2 separate regions of the Mus musculus genome follow, and region 1 is linked to region 2. Evidence: chromatin contacts called from public ChIA-PET data. All regions are on one chromosome and are shown on one strand. Each heading gives the region's core, a stretch centred on a gene start, on an enhancer-like site or on the middle of the called end of the contact. The rest is flanking DNA. Distances are from core to core; before and after follow the strand shown. Region 1 has its middle 28 kb from the start of Gm32230. Region 2 holds the start of Lrrc8b (leucine rich repeat containing 8 family, member B).

Region 1 (5,864 bases), core at 2,465-4,964, 200 kb after region 2:
GAGTCTCCCTCTGCCCACAAGGAATTATTTTTTAATCAGAAGGGTATATAACATTGGACAGCTTTTATTGACCAGATAGCAGCCACTATGTATTTAGGGTTTGGTTTGGTTTTTGAGCCAAACCTAGGCTGACCTTAAACTTGAGAGCCTCTTGCCCCGGCTTCCTGGACACTGGATTACAGGTGTTTACTGCACACCTGGCCTGCGTGGTTTATAGTTAGATTCGTTTGTGTCTTCGGTCCCCTGCCACACTGCTCTTTGGGGTTGACACCCCATGCCTTATGTGCTTGCTGGTGTTTGGTTTGCATTTGTTTACTATGTTCATGTGCATTCAGATTGTCAAGTGCTGGCAAACTTCTTGGACTGCCGAGAAAAAGGACTGATCGTTGATTTGTCAGAATACATGTTCATGAAAGGAAACGTCTTAGTGTTATCTCGCTGTGTGGTGTATAGGAACAAAAATAAATAAAGTCATTTTTGTAACATATCTTTGGGACCCATCCTTTCTTACTTTTAGAAATCTTGCGTATCTTTTGTTCTTAGGCCGTTACTAAGGTTCTCTGGGCTGCAGGAAATAGGCTCGTTTGCTCTTTACCATGGGAGCTAGTTTTTATCATTGTAACGAATTGTTTCCTTCCTGAATCCACTGTCCTGCGTCTACACAAGGTGTCCCAGGAGTTTCATTTGTGTAATTACTGAGTTAATGTATAATCTGGAGTACGGTTTTTGTACGTTTGCCAAATCAGATTGTACAATGGCTATCCAGCTCAACCTTCATTAAATACCCTTATGATAATAACGGTAGTTACTTAAAGGAGTAAGAACAATCCTGGGCATCCAGAGAGGCATCCTCTAATTCAGCGGTTCTCAGCCTGTGGGCCATTCTGATGGTTCAGAGATTCCAGAAACAAGCAAAACATGAACTCTCTCTTTTTTATTCATTGTAGAATTAATTTTATTTTAAATCAACTTACATCCAGACATACACTATTACTGTGTTTGAAACCAGGCATTATGGCTTACTTATATGTACTTATGTGATCTGACTGGAAAATTAAGACAGGAGGTTATGAGTTCAAGGCCACGTCCAGCTTCAGAGCAAGACCCTGTCTCAAAATTAAATAAGCAAATAAATTTTAAAGTAAGTGTTTGGATCTTATTACAAGTTTCAGGAATATAGATCTTGAGGGAAAAAGATTCACATGTACATTTTGCATTCTATATTTAAACCACAGTTACAACCTAAAAAATGAGCTTCCAAGAAGTGAGTCTGATAGAATAGAAGCTCGACTTTCCTTCCCTGAATTGTGAGGGGTTGGGAGTTCTGTTATAATTTCACACAGACAGCATGGGTGATTTTGTTAATATTATATTCTCAGTGACATTTGGGTGGCTTTAGGCATCTTTCTTAGGCTGAGTTAACCCAAGGATTAACTTTGAGATTAATTAGTACATTGAGACATAAATGATAAAATGTATGCGAGAGAGTTGGCAACTCGTATTTGTACCACTGAGTTGTCTGCCTAGGTTGTGATTCTACAATACTCCTGATGTCTATCTGCCTGGGTTTAGAATCACCATGGAAACAAAGCCTTGTGCCTGACTGGGAGGGGCTTTCCAGATGAGGTTAATTGGGGCAGGAAGATTTACCCTAAAGCCATACAGAACCAATGTCAGGGCTGGAGGGTCAGACTGAACAAAGGGATAAGCCGAGCTGAGGGCCAGCACACATCTCCCTCTGCTCTCTGACTGGATGCACAGCCACCCGCACCCCATGCTCTGGTGGCTGTGACTTCCCTGCTGTGGCAAACTGCACCCCCTGGAACTGTAAAGCCAAACCAAACCTTTTCTCCTTCCCCGGGAGTTGTTTTCACTGGGTGTTTTATCTCAGCAATGAGAGAAGTAATCGGCACAATTCCTTAGTGATTTAAACTTCCTGATGAAAAATCCTTCACGGGGTAGTCAGTCTCAACAAATATGTAAGAAGCCATGTAGGAAAAAAAAAAAAAAAAAAAGCAAAAAGCTGGGCGTGGTGCCGCACGCCTTTAATCCCAGCGCGTGGGAGGCAGAGGCAGGAGGATTTCTGAGTTCGAGGCCAGCCTGGTCTACAAAGTGAGTTTCAGGACAGCCAGGGCTACACAGAGAAACCCTGTCTCGAAAACACCAAAAAAAAAAAAAAAAAAAAAAAAAGAAGCCGCCATGTAGAGCAGTCTTAAAATGTTTATGTCATGGGGCTTTTCTGTGAACGTTTTAGCAGAGAACCAATTTGTTTTTATCAGCCCACTCCAGGACCCCTACTCTGTGGTGTGACTCCGAACCTTTCCTGGAAGTAGCACTGTGAGCCTCAACAATAGAGTCAGCCTGGCAATGGACCTCATCGTTTACACATCAAGAAATAACAGGATGTTGGTGGCCCTTAGGTCTGTGCATCCACACTAAAAATGAAAGCTAGATTCTATTTTTAGAGTGGATACACAGACACAACTCCATCTGAACCCTTACCTGCATGAAACTTTCAGTCTAAGTAACCAGTCAAAGAAACAATAGTATCAGATAACATGGTAAATACTACCAGAGGAGTTAAATACCTAATTTAACCAAACAAGCTTTGGTGTGGGTCAGGGAAACTACTACTGCCACTTGCTAATAGATGATCTCCTATTCTGCCAGTCTCTAAGGAATAAAAACAAGTCTCCAGCACACTGAAACAGCTAAATGTCACATGATCTAACTCAGAACCGTCTACTCACCACTTCGGTTTTAGAAATGACCAAGATCCTGTATAAAAAAACAAAAGTCAAATAAACAAATAGGATAAAGTTATAAAGTTAAAAGGCTGGTCGTGATGGTTCACACCTCTAAACTCAGCATTCAGAAAAGAGAGGCAGGAGGATCCCACGTTTGAAACTGGCCTGAGCTATTTAATAGCAAAACCTTGTCCCCAAACCAAAATCATCTAAAAGTAACTCTGAAAGCTCTACCAGGTCAGTTTTGGTAGCGATGGCCACACTGCTGTGTTCTCGCCTAAAAGTGGTTTTAAACTCTTTGGCGTCCTGAGTATTTCCAGTGTGCACAGGGAGAAGGAAAAAACATACCAAAAAAAGTTAATGAACTGGCCAGAGCCTATGGAACAAACTGGGATATATTTTTTAAGGGTTTAAGACTTATTTTAATTTCTTTTTAACAGTTTAAATATGCATTGTGACTAGGACCACTCTTAGCTTTATTGGGGTGATTTCAGGACCCGTTCTATTTCCGAGATCGGAGGTCCAGGGGGTGCAGAAACCAAACCTAAAGCTACCTAAAGCTACCTGTGGCAGCCGGCGCTCACCATTACAGCTCCTACCAGGTGGGCTCCATCAGTTCTGCTCCCTCAATCAGAGGCCGGGATGAGGTCCTCTATCCTGCTCTGCTCAAGCTCCCTCTCCAGTGAGGTTCTTAAAGTTGCCACAATGAAGGAACACAAACTAAGAGGCAGAAATAGAAATTTAACCCCACGGAGAGAGAACCTAAATTGGGGGGTCTCCATCAGGTCCCTTCACAGATTGGGGAACCCCACAGAAGAGGGGGTGGAAAGGTTGTAGGAGTCAGAGAGGATGGAGACACCAGGAGAACTCAGCCCACTGAATCAACTAAGCAGGGCCCCTGTGGGTTCACAGAGACTGCAGGGGCAAGCACGGGAGGGGGGAGGGGGGGCATCAGGGCTCTGCACCAAGACTGTGCCTGTGTTTGTAACGCCCCTAACACCTGTGTGTGTAGAAGTCGGTGTCTGTGACTCTTCTATCTGCTCTCTTTCTCCTATTGGGTTGCCTTGTTTAGTTTCACTATGAAGGATTTAGCTTCCTCCGATTATATCCTGTTTTGTCCTATTTGTCCTCTCTCTTAGAGGCCTGATCTTTCTTGAAGAAGAGACAGCGAGGGAGTGGAGGTGCGGCGGAGGGGGCCAGGAGGAGTGGAGGTCAGGATGTATTCTATGACAGAAGAACCAATTTCCAATTAAAAAAAAAGAAAGAAAGAAAGAAAGAAAGAAAGAAAGAAAGAAAGAAAGAAAGAAAGAAAGAAAGAAAGAAAAATTAACATCGCAGTCTCTTGGTCCTACTTTTGGTTTTGGGTTGAGAAAGTCTCTTGTTGTGTAGCCCCCTACCCCACCCCCGCTGGCTTTGAGCTCAGCTTTAAGCTCCTGCTTCAGGGACTGTGGAGATGCACACTACTGCTACCAGACTTTCAGTTCTGCTCAGGAGCATCAGCAACCCGGATGTGTTCCTGAGGGCTGGTGAGGACGTCGTGCTTTGCAAGAAGCCCTTGGTGACCCTTGACCTATAAATGAGTCCCCCCCCCCAACCTTCCTCTTTCCTACTGTTTCTGTATGCATCAACATCCATGTCCAAAGTTTCCCTTTTTGCAAGGATCTATTGTATTAATGTGAATATGAAAAATATACCCTGACAAAAAAACATCTGAAGAGCCAGACATGCTGGTAATCCTAGCACTCCAGAAGCAGAGGTGGGCAGATCTTTATATAGTCTGCATAGAGAGTTCCAGACCAGCCAAGGTTACATAATGAGACACTGTATTTAAAAAATTAAATGTTGCCGGGCAGTGGTGGCACACGCCTTTAATCCCAGCACTTGGGAGGCAGAGACAGGCAGATTTCTGATTTCAAGGCCAGCCTGGTCTACAGAGTGAGTTCCAGGACAGCCAGGGCTATACAGAGAAACCCTGTCTCAAAAAACAAAAATTAAATTTTAAAAAGAGTCTAAGAGGAAAAGTATTTATTTTAGCTCATGACTCCAGATAGGCAGTAGGAACCTAAAACAGTCACATCGTATCTGTGCTCAAGAGTTGAGAATAGTTGTTCCTCAGATGATGCTCAACAGCTTGCTTTTTCTCCTCTCTTACACAGTTCATAGCCCCCTACCTAGGGAATTGTGCTTCTCACAGTGAACTGAGTCTCCTCACATTAACTAAGGTAATCAAGACAATCTCCTACAGGCATGCCCACAAGCCAACCTGATATAAGCCATCCCTCACTTAGAATTACTTCACAAGTGACCCTCTATGAAGTCTGCTTGACAATTAAACTAAACGTTACACATTATTAGGTTTCTGCAAACACTGTTTTCATATAGGATCTTACACTAGATCTAAGGAGAGCCATTTAGGTAAGGAGAGCCTGGACTCCAACACCTGGGAGGGGTACAGACAAATTTGAATCTATGAAGCAGCATTAGATAGTTTTCTATATAGGCAAATCTATCCTGATCTGGGCTTATTAGAAATAGGAGTTAGGTCCTTGAAGACTGGCTAGTCCAAAAGTTTTCAAGTAGTGTTATGGCTCTGCAGGTAAAAGTGTGTTCATCAGACTCAGCAACTCACGGCTGCCTGTAACACCAGTTCAAAGGGATCTGACTCACTCTTCTGGCCTTCTTAGCCAACAGTACTCATGTGCACATATTCCTACACAGTTATACATAGTTAAAAGATAAAAATAGGGGGTAGAAAGATAGCACAGTGATTAGGAGTACTGGCTGCTCTTTTAGAGGACCGAGGTTCAATTCCCAGTACCACGTGGTGGCTCACAACTATCTATAAGTCTAGTTCCAGAGGATCTGGCACCCTCACACAGCATACATGTGGGCAAAACACCAATGCATATAAAATAAAAATATATAAATAAGTAAAAATAAATAATATGCCTTATTTTAAATATAGACCTCTAGATCTCCACAGAAGTATTTTAAGGAGACTCAGGAACACATGTGGCTCCTGGTTTTATATCTGTCATAATTAACAGATATTAATGTGTATCTGTATCCCTACAGTAAACCAGTCCAAAACTTCACAGCATAAAGAAACTATTTTAT
Region 2 (5,612 bases), core at 2,196-4,695:
GGCTGTATAGTGAGTATACAGTGTATATACAGGACTGTATAGTGAGTATACAGTGTATATACAGGGCTGTATAGTGATTATACAGTGTATATACAGGGCTGTATAGCGAGTATACCGTGTATATACAGGCTCTATAGCGAGTATACCGTGTATATACAGGGCTGTATATCGAGAGACTGGAAGAGGAGGAGTAGGAGAGAGAGATGATGTGCCCTCTGAACATACCGTCTCTACAAGAAGAGGGTCTATATTTTTAAGATAATTCATTACTATAGCTGCTTTGGTATTCTGTCTTCACCTCTATCAGATCTATATTTCATTTTAAAAAAGGATTTCTCGTTATCACAGAAATTGAAAAATTACTAAAATGAAAAAGAACTATTTTAAGATTGACTTTTAACTTGTGTGTGTGTGTGTGTGTGTGTGTGTGTGTGTGTGTTGGGGTGCACATGAGTGCAAGTGTTTGAGGAGGGCAGAGGCATCAGATTTCCTGAAGCTGGTGCTACGATGTTGTGAGTCATGTGCTCTTAACCACCAAGTCATCTCACTAACCACTAAGCCATCCCTCCGACCTCTGGAGAAAGAACTATTAATGCTGGATACTATTCTGTCTCTTATAAACCACCCAAAGTTCTTCCAAGAGCAGAGAAAACTCACCTCATCAAGGCAGCCACATGGTGTGGAGCTTACATATTGCTCAAAGACCTTTCTGTTTTATTCCAGGAAACTAACACAAGAGAGACCTGCCAATCCCACAAGTTAGGAAATTCCTTCCTGGGGTCACTGAGTTCACCTACCTATAAGATGACAAACTTGAAGCAATCCCTTACTTTCTAACATCTGTGACTTTAGTGACCATCAATTATACAGAGGAACTGACCACACACACCTCTGGTCTTAGTCCCTTTGTCACATGAATGGAAAGACCCTACCGCCAGAAAGAGTGAGGCATTGCAGAAAATTAGATCATTTTATTTTGGCTTCTCTAATCTACAGCTTGTCTGAAGAGCCGAGAAGATGAACCACCATTTTAAGATGACGTCCAGAGCAGATAAGCAAGAGGAAGACACCAAATATGTTCTTTAAGGGCCAAGATGATGCTGATGTGCCAGGTTTCAGATTTGAGAGCAGCTGAGGCCATGATGCACCTGGAGCCTAAAGCAAAAACGGAAAAACCTGAATGACAGCCCAGGAGTTTCCAGAGCAGTACAAAGTCCTCTATCTGGCTCCTACAACTGTCGTAATAAGAACTGCCATCATTTGCTGATGAAAATTAGGAATGTATTAACAGCAATCACATTTAACAGCTACATCTGTGGGGTTTGCCAGACGTAACACATTTTGAATGAACTTGATCTCCGTTGCTTCCTATTGATAGGTTGAGCTACAAACAAGGAAGCCGATTTTAATATGCATCCCCATTGAATTTAAACTGACCACCAAGCTTATAATCTCTGGCTGTAGAGACGAGGACACAAAGGGTTAAGTAACTTCCCCAAAGTCACACAAGCAGCCATGTTGTTGTGACAGAAAACATTATTAGGGTCTTGGAGGAGGAAATGTCCCTTCTCAAACATTAAGCCAAGAAAAAAATCAGAAACGTCCAGCTTATAATGTTAGAATACTCTGATTCTATTACAGCACTTACTTTTCCCCCTCAAACTGATACTTAAAAAACTCTTTGTCTGGGGGCTGGAGAGATGGTTCAGTGGTTAAGAACACTGCTTTTCCAGAGGTCCTGAGTTCAATTCCCAACAACCACGTGGTGGCTCAAAATCATCTCTAACAGGATTGGATGCCCTCTTCTGGTGTGTCTGAAGACAGCTACAGTATGCTCACATAAAAATACAAATCTTAACAAGAAAATAAAAAAACAAACACCTCTTTGTCCAGGTGGTAAGCAGTTTGAGGGCCATACTTACATCTAGAATTACAAATGTGTACACAAGGTCATACACACAATTTAATGACAATATGTTGTATGTTCAAATGAAAGAATTAAAAAAAAAAGATGTGTGTGTGTGCAGTGTGTGTGCCACGTATGTGGGTGCACGTGTGCGGGGGAGCACATATATGTAGGTGCACATGTGTGTGGGAGCACATATATGTAGGTGCATATATGTGTGGATGCCTTTGGAGGCCAGAAGAGGGTGTCAGAACGTTTGGAGCTGGAGTTGTCGGCAGCTGTGAACAGAATTCTGGTCTTCTGCAAGAACAGTCTGTGCTCTTAGCTGTGGAGCCGTTAGTCCTCACAGTGTTTTCAATGTTTGCTTCAGACTCAATGCAACTGCCACTCAGAGTGAATTGGACAAGGACCGGGTATAGCAGTGACTTCCAGGGCAGTTCGGGCTGGAGTTCTGATATGACTGGTCGCTACTGGATACAGCGCAGTCTTCCACACCTTCGTAGTGTGTGGAGGTATTGGGTGCCCAACTGATCAGGTGACTCAAATGCTGTCTTCTTTTACTCCTCTGGGAGTGTTTTGTTACCTAGGGATGGGAACACCATAGCAACTAAGAGATACAAATCTTGCTGAATTGAATCCTTGTGCTAGAAATAACCTGGACAAAGACTGAGCTTAAAACAGAACAGGGAGGGTGTGGGGGAGTTAAAGATTCGAGGAGGAGGATAGAACTATTAAATAGCCCAGAGTTCTGAATTTGGATTAAATTTTTGCTTAACTTGCAAGGCACACTGTTACTCTTCAAATACAGGGCCATTAACAGGAGAAGAATGTGGATGGGGGACAGGTGACCATCCTCAATGAAATACTATTATGTGTACTCCCTCTATCTTGTCACCTCACGCTGAAGATAAAGACACTGGAAAGAAAAAGATGGTATTGGAGGCCCAGAAGCTGCTTAGTTTCTCCTCCTTCCCAGGGGCCCTACAACCTTTCCAGTCACTCGACTTAAAGAGCGTTAAAGGGACTTCACTAAGGCAGGCTCTGCGCGGCACACCCCACCCTTCCTGGTAGAGTAAGTTGTGTCAATAACAAGTTTCTCAGGGGTGCACACGTGAGAAGGCAGGGGTCTTCTGCTGGGGTGGAGCGCCTGGGGAACGGCCATAAGGCCCGGCTCCTGGGTTTCTGGAATGCAGCCCCAGCTCCTGGCGAGGCGTGTGGCTGCCATGCACCGCGGATGCCAGGCTGGGCGAGTGCATCCGGGCGGCCGCATGGCGTTGGCTCCGGGAGGTGGCAGCTGCGCTTTGTGTGCAGCAGGAGGGTGAGTCACCGGCCCCCGCGGTTCGTCCCAAGGCCGGGTGGACTCTCGGGCCGGGTGGCGGAGCGATCCGGGTAAGGGCGGCTCGGAGGCGGCGCTGCGCGTCCCCGGCTCCCGCCTGCGCAGCCTGCGCAGCCCGCGCGCTCCGCTCCTCCTCCGCGCGCGAACTTAGTCAGCGGTTCGCGCCGCCGCGCGCCCATTGGCCGGCCGCGCGCGCCGCGTCACAATGGAGCGGCTCCGGGGCGGCGAGCCGGGCAGCGCCGGGGCTTCCCGCTGAGCCGCAGCCGCCGGAGTGCGGGCGCCGGCCGCTCGGCTCGCCCCGGCCGGCCGGGCAGCGCGGGCCTGGGGGCTCCGACACGAAGGTAGGCGGGGACGGCGGGGGAAGGGGGAGCGCAGCAGCAGGTGGGGGCGGCAGGGCAGGTGCTGTTACCTGGCGGCGCCTCACCTGGGTCTCCCGCTGCGGGCAGGTGGCACAGTCACCTGCTAAGCCGCGGTCGCCCGGCTCCCACGCCCCCGGGGGAAGGAGGGCGCGGTCCCTTGCGGGCACCTCTCCTGGATGTTGGGGTCAGATGGGGCGAGAGGAGGGGGCGGCCGCGCCCAGGCGGTGCCTTCGTTGTCCCTACGGCTGAACACGCACCTGTGTATCCACCACCCCCCTCCCCGCCCCCGAAGGGAAAGGCCCTCCCTCTCCACCCTGGTCTCCCCTTAAGTGAAGGCGCTCGCTCGAGGGGGTCCACACCAGGTCCCCGCCGTTTGCCCCCTGCCCTGGAGCCTCCTGTCGACATTTTATGCTCTGGGGTATTTACTGGCCTACAGCTGTGATTTTAGCGTTTGAGCTGGAAGGGGTCAACTGATTTCCATTTAAAGACTCGGTGGTTCCTCCTCCTAGGTTGCAGGTGCTGACAGGTCAGAAGGAAGAGGCTCGGTAATCCGTGTCCTCAACTGACTTCCCAAAGTCCGTAGGTTGCTTATAGTCATGTGTTTGTGGAAGACTTTGATGTGTGGTTAGAAAAACTACCACTAGGATCCCTTTGCACCCCCACCCCAGAGGACAAACCTAAATTTAAAAGTCAATACCAGCGTATGGACTTCTTGAATACATTCTGGTCTTGTCTGAGAACTTAACAGGAAAAAACAAAACAAAACAAAACAAAAACAACTGCTATATAAAAATAAGAGAGAACGTTTAAAATATCGTAAATGTGAAACCAATTTAGATAATTTGTTCAGTGTCCGTTAAGAAATTAGAGACTGAGAGTGTAGCCCCAACAGGCTTAGCAAAGGCAAGGTTGGGGCTTCAGTGCCCTCCAAAGTACTACTACTGTTGCATATGACAATGATAATAGTAACAATAACTGCTTTCCAGGACATCTGTGTTTTTTGCCTAAATGTATGACTGAAGTATATATGGGAGAGTGTACTACAGTGTCAGTACACTCAAAATGAACAAATCCCGCTTCCTAAGAAGGCACAGTACTGTGTTCTGAGCTGCGGATGCCAATGTCACTTTTCTATTGCCCCGAGCCTTCCTCGTGATCAGGTCTGTTCTTGACAAGAATAAGAAAACTATAGTTAATCCCCCAGGTAATGAGGCCTGAGCGATTTAAAAACCTGAAGCCCTAACATGCCTGGTGCTGCTCTGAGCTAAAAATGGGGCTTGGAGAAGCCAAGTTGTCAATGAGCACACCTTGAGTCATGCTGACTTTCTTATGCCTAGTTCCCCAGGTGGGGGAAATGTAATCTTCTCGTTAGGATTCGGTTGACTTCCTTGAAACTCCTGTGCTTTCTGATCAGAAGGCTGTCACAACACACCTAAAGTGCACGGGCTCACATTGTGAGTGGCTGTATTTGACACGTTGGGATTTATCTTTAGGTCCAGTTGGCCTGTCCCCACCTCTGTCCCCGCTGATATTCTGATTCCCAGAATCCTCAGGATGAAAACATCCACCTGAATTAAGAAGTAGCTCTAAACAGTAACGTTTGGAAGGGACACAAGTGTTTTTAGATGACCGTGTAGGGCATTTCCCCTCAATGACCCGTCCTTTGTCTTTTTGGTCTCTCTTCTGCATTTGAAAAGGGAAAAGGTTTTAAAACTTAGGATTCGCTTTTCAAACATCTTCACCTTGTGAATTTTGCTTTTGAAATTTTTATGTTCGTGTTGGCATTCATTTTTAACTGCCAGTGTAAGATCCAATAGCTAGCTGATCTTTGGTTGAGGGTCTTTCAAGGTAAGTTTTCATTTTCTTTTCACTTCTCTCTCCCAGCATCAGTTGCCCTTGGGGTGTGATCAGGAATGGATGGATGTGTTCTGATCACGCTGGGATTCTCAACATTGGTGGATGGTTGCTTGGCTTGTTGTAAAACACGCTCCTGAGAATCCCAGAGCACTGG

Evidence for each region. ChIA-PET counts read pairs in DNA pulled down with a chosen protein or histone mark.
Region 1: a contact with region 2 is called in an RNA polymerase II ChIA-PET map of effector CD8 T cells, with 54 read pairs. The contact joins the enhancer-like site here to the promoter of Lrrc8b in region 2. A contact is called at or near these places in 10 of 39 promoter capture datasets (the 3T3-L1 cell line, the C10 cell line, the HPC-7 cell line and 5 more), 2 of 15 datasets of contacts at CTCF or cohesin (CD8 T cells and large pre-B cells), 6 of 484 Hi-C or Micro-C datasets (bone marrow-derived macrophages, embryonic stem cells, nephron progenitors and 2 more), 12 of 115 datasets of contacts at active chromatin or transcription factors (bone marrow-derived macrophages, cardiomyocytes, craniofacial prominence and 8 more) and 4 of 9 other capture datasets (adipose tissue, liver, macrophages and 1 more).

What each region holds. Positions count from the first base shown.
Region 1 is chr5:105,612,532-105,618,395 of GRCm38.p6, forward strand. It overlaps a transcript of Lrrc8c not described here. Among named protein-coding and RNA genes, the nearest start is that of Gm32230, 28 kb to the right of the region's middle. Within about 2 kb of position 3,715, at least 50 of the 459 cell types and tissues checked have an H3K27ac peak or open chromatin away from gene starts, as enhancers often do. A contact at or near this core is called in CD8 T cells, effector CD8 T cells, memory CD8 T cells and 1 more, where this site is marked.
Region 2 is chr5:105,412,330-105,417,941 of GRCm38.p6, forward strand. Lrrc8b (leucine rich repeat containing 8 family, member B) reads left to right here and starts at 3,446. Exons shown (of 5, transcript NM_001033550.3): 1 at 3,446-3,583. It overlaps 4930542N06Rik (a long non-coding RNA gene), which reads right to left and starts at 2,847. Exons shown (of 2, transcript XR_389449.3): 1 at 1,923-2,847; 2 at 957-1,155. It overlaps Gm32051 (a long non-coding RNA gene), which reads left to right. Exons shown (of 2, transcript XR_389452.2): 2 at 724-1,593.